2 separate regions of the Sus scrofa genome follow, and region 1 is linked to region 2. A link is a contact called in public Hi-C data. All regions are on one chromosome and are shown on one strand. The core of a region is the stretch at or near the end of the contact, and the rest is flanking DNA. Distances in the headings are between cores, read along the strand shown.

Region 1 (3,890 bases), core at 219-2,718, 67 kb after region 2:
TTCATTTGGTTATAGTTACAGAAATGTAAAATAATATCCCAATAGGGTTGAGAGGATTAAATCGGACCATGTGTGTGAAGTAGTTAATGTCGTGCCAGACACTCAGTAGGCCCTCAGCAGTGGGCACTTGGTGAATAGTAGTTATTGCTCATATTTAAAGCTATAAAATGTGGTCAGACTGAATCTGCGCATGTGGTATCCTGGTTTTATATTTCCAGCACTCACTGCTAAACGTGATAATAGAGCTAGATTTGTTGTATTGATTGCTAAGTAATTTAGTTAGTGAAAGCTCATTGTGCTTTTATCATTTGTCCTTGTGTTGGCTTATGTCTCCATCAAATAAATCACAAGTAGTTTGGTGGTTTGTTTGTTTGTTTGGTCTTTTTGTCGTTTAGGGCCGCGCCCACGGCACATGGAGGTTCCCAGGCCAGGGGTCCGATTGGAACTGTAGCTGTCAGCCTGTGCCACAGCCACAGCAATGTGGGATCCGAGCCTCGTCTGGGACCTACCCCACAGTTCATGGCAACGCCGGATCCATAACCCACTGATTGAGGCCACGGATCGAACCCGCATGCTCTTGGGTCCTAGTCAGGTTTGTTAACCGCTGAGCTATGACGGGAACTCCTGTTTGTTTGTTTTTCATTTTGCTGGAGCCAGTTGATTCTAAGAACTTGCTGTATGATAATATGGTAATTCTATAAATACAATAGCAAGCTGGCCAAATTATGTTCACAACTTATTTTTCTTAACATTCTTGATACAAATTCTCATTTGAATATGTGAAATAAATGTTAGTTTTATTTAAAAAGTAAAGCTTGGTGAATAGTCTTACTGTCATAAAATCTAGTCTAACCTTGATTTATGAAGACACTGTTATTTAAGAGGAGTGAGAACATTTAGACCGATACTAGTGCATATCCTTGTGAAATAGTAGAATAAGTAAATTGATGATGTTCTTGACATAAAATACAATCATAATGCAGAATTTTATATACTACTGGGAAGCTGACTGGAAAGTAATGCTGCCTGGGTTTTAATTCTGTGTACAATGAATCCACGAAGAGTTTCCTGAATCAGAATCCTAGATTTTTTTTTTTAAGTGAATTTCAAATACTTTCAAAATAAGACGTCATAAGAATCTTGAAGTTCTTAGTTGACATGAAGCTGGTCTTCTCTTGGCTCCTCTGTATCTGTTTTCTGCCCTTGGCCACCCTGCTCTCTGCCCCAGGAACGTGACCTGTCGAGACTGCAGCCACAGGCCTCTTTGCCTTCTGGCTTCTGGTTAGGTTGGGCAGGGTGAGCACCCGTAGGAGATCAGCGGAGACAGAAGGAGGCTAGGGGTTCATTTCCCTGGCTCCCTTCCTGGTGGTTGTCCTAGGTGGCTGGAAGTCATAGCCTCTCTTGGGTGGTTTCCTCCCTACACCTTGTCCCTGGGCTCTGCTAACTGCTGCCTCCTTGTGTCTTTTCGGGCCTAAGTGCCCTAACAGCTCATGGCATTCCTGTACTTTGCCCATAGCTTTTATAGCATAGTCCCTGAACCATCTTTGAATTACTCCATTTGATTTTACTGTCTGTTTGCTGCTAGCACCTTCTCCATGTTCCCATTTTAAAGTTTGTCTTGGGCTGTAGTATGTCACGATCATTTATAGGTTTCCTCGGGCCTAATTCTTTAACCTTTAGCCTTAGCCTCCTATAGTAGAATTTGTTGCGTAGGTTGGCTCTAGGCTGCTGTGTGCCTCCTGATCATAAAATGACCTTTATAGGTCCTGGGCCTTGGTATATATTTACATAAACTAGCGCTTTTCTTGGGAATTAAAGTGCTACTCATTTCATCCTGAAGTACCAGCCTGGTGGAAACGTCATTCTCCCTTTTGGATACTGCCCACTGGCGGTCTTCAGTTACCGATCACAGCTTTCCACACTTTGTGTTTTCTGGCAGAATTCCTCTCTTGCTGGGTATTTAGTACCCTGGACTGTTTTCACTCCCCTTTGACCTTGTCTTCTTTCCCCAGGTGTGGTAGGTAATAATTTACCTCCTTATCCAGCCTTTTATCTTTTCAGGCAGTCCTAGTCCAGAAAAGGTATTTCCTCAAGAGCACTACTGGGATATTATGTGTGAACTGCTTGCCTTCATTTCTCTTGTATCATTTAAGCAGCAGCCACCCAATGAGGAAATGCTGAACTTTAGAAGTCTGTAGGTGCTCTGAAATTTACCTGTTTGTCCTTGAGGTTTGTCTGGCACAGGATGTGGTGGTGAGGATATTGGTGAAAATAATAATGAATAACCTTAAAAAAGTGTTTACTTACACTAAACACTGTTATAAGCCCTTTATAAATACACATTTGTTTGATCTTCATGAAAAATAGCGTAAGGTAGATCCTATAATTGATGAGATACTAATTTTTATAAATGAAGGAACTGGAACAGAGAAGTTAAGTAATTTGGCCTGGGTGTTAATCTAGTAAGTGGTGGAGCCAGGTTTTGAACCCAGGCTGCCTGGCTCCAAGGGCAGGGATTTTGTTTAAATTGTTAGTATAATGCCTAGAACATTGCCTAGTAGTGTTCAGTAAGTATTTGTTTAACTAATGAGAGAATAAGCCATTTGGCTGCACTGCAGGTCCATCCTGGAATGGATTCTCTGGCCCTAATCGGTTATGTTCTTGGGCTAGAATATTACTTGCTGACGAGAAGTTTTGACTTTTCATTAGGCTGCAGGCTCTTCTTTGACTGTGAGGGTGCAAATGGACAGCAGAGGTCAGGATCTGCTGGCCTTGACCCTGCTTCCTGTAGGGAGGACTGCTTCTGCCTTGCACTGTCTGCTCTGCCCCCACCCGCATGCTAAAGATGGGCTGCTTGGATATTTACACTCCATGCACTCAGGTACATAACTAGTTGAGATAGGTTTGGTAAAAACATAGTGTTTCGTACCTCGTCTGCGAACTCTGACTTTCTGTCATGATGATTTTTCTAAAAACCTGAACAATCAAATTGGCAATTGATACTACCGCCCGCGTTCTATGTGTAAATCATCTGGACTGGCTGGGTTTGACCAGGACCATTTCTTTAAGTAGGGTCCTTTGACTCTAAGAGAAGACATCTGATCAAAAGTATGGCTGCAAGTTTATGTTGTTAAGAGGGTGGTGAGGGGAAACTTCCACTTGAATTTCCAGGTCTCAGTTAGAAAGTATTGTGGATTGCTTAGAACTTAGCTTCTGCTTCTTGGTCACTGCATGTGATGGTTGGTTCAGATTACTTTGAAAACTGTCACTTCCACTTTGTGTTTTCTGTTTGTATATATGAAACGTAACTGGATTGGTCAAGTTGGGGAGTCCTGAGTGCTAATACAGTAGATCAAGGGATTCTGATTTCCTAAGTAATCTATTGCATTATGTAATAGCTTACTTTTTTTTTTCACTAATCTGGGTTACTATCTATCTTAAAAAGAATTCTTATAATCATTATTCTTATTACAGTAAATAGTGCTGCCCTGTGATAGTGTCTATTTTTGTGTCTTAACAAAATCTAATTTCTTTGTGCTATGGCAAAAATAATTCTAAAGAGAGAATATAGAACACTTTAGCAGTTAGGACAAATGATATTTAGCTGTCATTTTCATCATAGATTAAAATACATCCCCTGTACTTGTAAAAAGAAATCTATCAAAGCTACATTGTGGGGAGGGCAAGACATTTAGAAAATGCCTCACAGAACACATGCACCAGCTGCTTAGGCGTAATGATGAGCCCTACCCCTTTGTCACAGCTTGTGTCTTGAGGTGATCCTCAATTCTTTAAATCCCTGGGGTCCTGTTTTTGAGTTTTGAACCTGATGTCGTCTTTGGAAAGATAGTTTATCGCACCAGGCCAGGCAATAGTTTTAGGAAAGTCAG
Region 2 (4,012 bases), core at 792-3,291:
CAGAATGAGGAGCTTGTGACAACCAGAAATTTCTTTCTCACAGTTCTGGAGGCTGGAAAGTCCAAGATCCAGGCCCCTGCCTCATCCTACTCTGGTAAGAGCTCTCTTCCTGGCTCATGGTCAGGCCTTCTTGCTGTGTCCTTACACAGCAGAAGGGGCAAGGGCTATCTCTGCGGCTGCCTTTGTCAGGGCACAAATCCCATTTAGGACGCCTCTGCCCTCGTGTCCTGACTGCCGCACCTCAGGGAGGGGACACAGGTGTGCCTTCAGCCTCTGACAAACATTTCCAGCCAGGTTGGCAGGCCCTGGGGCCAGAGAGTTTGACAGGTTCTCTGGGGTCTGATCGCCCTTTGTTTTTCGCCAGGCAGGGCTCTAGAGACTCTGGAGCTGGAGACTATGGAGCCATAATCACTTCGTCTCTGGGGGTGGGGTTCAGGGGCCTGCTTGGTTTAATATTCCATTGCTGCTATCTTAAAATTGTTAGCAATTTTTGGAGTTCCCATTGTGGCACAGTGGGTTCAGAATTCAACTGCAGCAGCTTGGGTCACTGCAGAGGTGCAGTGTGTTCAAGGATCCTGTGTTGCCACAGCTTCGGTATAGGTCACAGCTGTGACTCAGGCTGCATTCTTGGCCTGGGAGATTTGACAAGCTGTGAGTGTGGGCATCAAATGAAAAAAAAAAAAAAAAAAACAAAAAACTGAAAACCTGTTAGTAATTTTTCAACAAGGGGCATCATAAATTGAGTAGCTGGTACTTGAGTGAAGAGATGAGTATACAAAATTATGGAGCATAATCCTTTAACTATGTCTTTTGTTAGTTCAAACAAGTATTTATTGATTGAATACTATGTTCTAAGGTAGCTAAGTGTAGCTGGAGGAAGCCACAGCCACTCCATGTAGGGGAGACCACAGGAGCAAAAGCTCTGAAGATGGAAACAGCATGGACTGTGGCTGGACAAGAATGGCCTCATTAAGGTTACAGTGGGCACTTGCACCTACAGAGAGTAACTGGGCCCCGCCTAGGGGATGAGCCTTGTGCTGGGTGCTGTAGGAGATACAGCTGCTGCCCTCCAGGAGTTTGCATTTCCTGGGAAAGGGAGATTTGAGTAGAAAAAGGTAAACATGCTGAGGGCAGGTCTCCCTAGCACCCTGTTCAGAGCTCAGCCCAAAACGAACAGTGGATACTGCTGTCATGCATAATTTTGGACTTAATAGACCAGTGCAGAAATCAACTCGTTCGTCATCCCATGATGGAGAAGGAAGTCATACCAGACTGAGAGTGTAGTATTTTTGGTTTTGTTTTGTGGTTTTTGGGGGGAGCGTTCAGTAGAAAGATAAGGAAGGAAGAGTGGGAATGAAATTCCCTAAATGGCCAGAGGGATAGGGATAGAAGCCAGGTCCTTCAAATGTGCGTGTGTGGGGAGGGGGACAATCTCAGGAGGTGATGCTCCTGTCACAAGCCTCTTGTTCTCCATCAGGAAGGCTGTTGGGTTTACCCATCTGTCAAGCGACCGGCTGAGTTGGGTGATTGCTAGGAGGCTTTCCCATCGCACATTATGAGGTCCCTGGAATTGGATTCGAGTTGCACTCTGCCTCAAGGTGTGAGGCTTCAGTTTTTCCTTCCGTAAAGCCAGGGAATGGGCCTGGAGCTCTTTTCTGGAAGCCTGTGCCCCGGGAACACCTGTGGCACTCGGAAGTCTGCGCCGCCGGGCCGCCGGGTCCCAGGGGCATCAGCGGGAGGTGGGGCCAGAGCGGGCGGTGCCCGGAGACTCACCTGTGCGCCGCGCGCTGACTCACCTGCCCTCCCCAGCTGGCGGGCTGTTCCAGGCACCCGCGCTCCTCCCTCCGCTCGGGGGTGGGGGTCTCTCCCGGCCAGAGTGCCCACTAGGGGCTTGGCAAGAAGAACCTCGAGGGTCAGGGGCAGAGAGCAAGAGGGCCTCTGGGGGGTCCGGGCCTGGCGGACCAGGCGCTCCGGGTCAGGGGCCACCCTGGCCAGCGGGGTGGCAGCGGGAGGCGCCGGGAAGAGCGCGCCGGAGGGAGGTGCCGGGAAGGGCGGGCGGGGCCCGGGACGCGGGGCGGGGGCGCCGGGCGGCCCATTTCCTCCCTGGAGCCGGACAGGGGCAGACAAAGCGGCGGCCGTTGGCTTCGGGCCTCGGGAATCTTCCTGCCTCGCCTCGCTCGCCGCAGGTAATTGCCTTCGCGCGGGTGTGGGCGCCCCTCGCTGGGCAGGGGGCTCCTCGGGCGGGCGGCCCGGGCGGTCCCCTTTGCGACCCCGCCTGGCCTCGGGCTCCGGGTGGGCGCCGCTGCGGCCTCCGGCCCGCTCTCGCCGCGGGGCCCCGGGCCTGGGCCCTGGTGGAGCGGGCGGGGCCGGCGCTTACTGGCGCTCGGGAAGTTGAGGGCCCGCGGCGGCCGGAGCAGCGCGAGCGGCAGGCCCCGCGCCGCCGCGGCGCCTGCTCTCGGGAAAGTTTCTCCGGGCTTGGAAACTTTGTTCGAGTAGCCTCGGTGCGCGCGCCAGGCCCGCGCTGAGCCCGCTCGGCCGCCTTCCTCGAGGGCAAGAGTCCGTGCGTGGTTCCGCGGGCGGGCGGGCGGCGGCGTTGCGTTTTCCGGGGAAGCGAGTGAGGTCTGTGGTTTCTGGCATCGCACCCCTCCCCCCGCCACCGAAACTTGCCGGTCAGGTGGACGGGGCGGCTGCTGGGCCCGCACCCTCGCGTTCCCGGCCCGAGCGCATGTGCGAGTTTGCGTGTCCCTTTCTCGGACACAGTCTGGCTGGGAAGGGGCGCCACACCCGTGTGGACTTTTGGCGTGTACATGTGAACCTTTGTTGTGAAATTCCTCGGACTTCTGTGCTGTGTAATTGGACGCCCTGAACTCTAATTAGTTCTGGTTTGCACGAGGGACGTTGGAATCTTTTTTTTGTTGATTTCTAAAGGGGTGTGTTTGTGTGGGAGAGGGAGAGAGAGAGAGAAAGGGAGAGAGAGAGAGGGAGAAACACTTGTTGGAAAAAATGTTGTCTGAATGCCTACTAACCTTGGTGTGGCAGGAATGGCTTCCCAATAATGCAGGCGGCAGTTGGCTCCAATCCAGGACTGAAACCCTATTATGTCCCTCTGCGTCTTTGCAACATTTTTTGGTGTTTGCTTTGTACAGAATTTACAATAATCTAGAAAAGAGTAAGGTATGTTCACTCTCTAGATTATTAAGGCGTTTCTTATGTGTGTTGAAGGAAGTGATTACATCACTGTATTGTTGCAACAGGATAGGCATTTCCATGGGAGGATCGTATGTTTAGCAGTGATTTTTGAAGATTGTATAGGTGTGTGTCACTTTAGGAAAGTGTGGATTTGTAAATCACCTTAGTGAGGATGTGGTACTTTAATCCATAGCTTTTGTCCAGTGATTTACTCTTTCTGACTTTTATCAAATTACAAAAATCATTTTTATCCACTTTCTTAAGGGCCCACAGTTGATTAAGAAATAGTCTCTGCCCCAAGAACCCACCGTGTAATAGGGAAGGGACACACAGCTTGGGTGTAGTGCAAGGCCGATGGCGATATGAACCACAACAGTAATGACCAAAAACTTGTGCGTGGGTCACACCTTACGTAATAATAATGATAAGAGAAACTCGTGGAATTGTGCAGGGGGATCTAGTAAGTTTTGTTTGGATAAGACCAGAGGGCTTCCAGGAGGGGACGGGCATTTGAACTGGTTAGAGCAGCAGTGGGGTTTTGTCGGGAAGAAGCATGAAAGGGCATAAAGGCGTTTGTGGAATTGGATTATAAATCTCTCCTGGTTTTCCTTATACTTTTGGCTCTTGTTTCTTAATCTTTCTGTTGTTGTTCAAACCACTTATATCCAAGATTCTAACGTATCTCAGCCCTTCACACCACTGATGTGGCATCATTCTCCCACCACCAGTCACATCTTTTTCCAGGGGTGACCTAGAGATCGGGGTGCCCTCTCCCGGGTTGAGGATCACTTCTGTACAGTCTCCCTGTCATCAAATGTAAGCT

What was found. A called contact is a pair of places that touch in the nucleus more often than the background predicts.
Region 1: a Hi-C map of liver shows a contact between it and region 2, with 4 times the contacts expected there. The contact joins the enhancer-like site here to the promoter of CTNNA1 in region 2. A contact is called at or near these places in 1 of 5 promoter capture datasets (liver) and 6 of 47 Hi-C or Micro-C datasets (fetal heart ventricle, liver and skeletal muscle).

Annotation. Positions count from the first base shown.
Region 1 is chr2:140,747,968-140,751,857 of Sscrofa11.1, forward strand. All of the region lies in intron 5 of CTNNA1 (catenin alpha-1), which reads left to right. Among named protein-coding and RNA genes, the nearest start is that of LRRTM2, 60 kb to the right of the region's middle. Within about 2 kb of position 1,469, at least 12 of the 83 cell types and tissues checked have an H3K27ac peak or open chromatin away from gene starts, as enhancers often do. A contact at or near this core is called in liver, where this site is marked.
Region 2 is chr2:140,680,735-140,684,746 of Sscrofa11.1, forward strand. CTNNA1 (catenin alpha-1) reads left to right here and starts at 2,042. Exons shown (of 18, transcript XM_003123988.6): 1 at 2,042-2,186.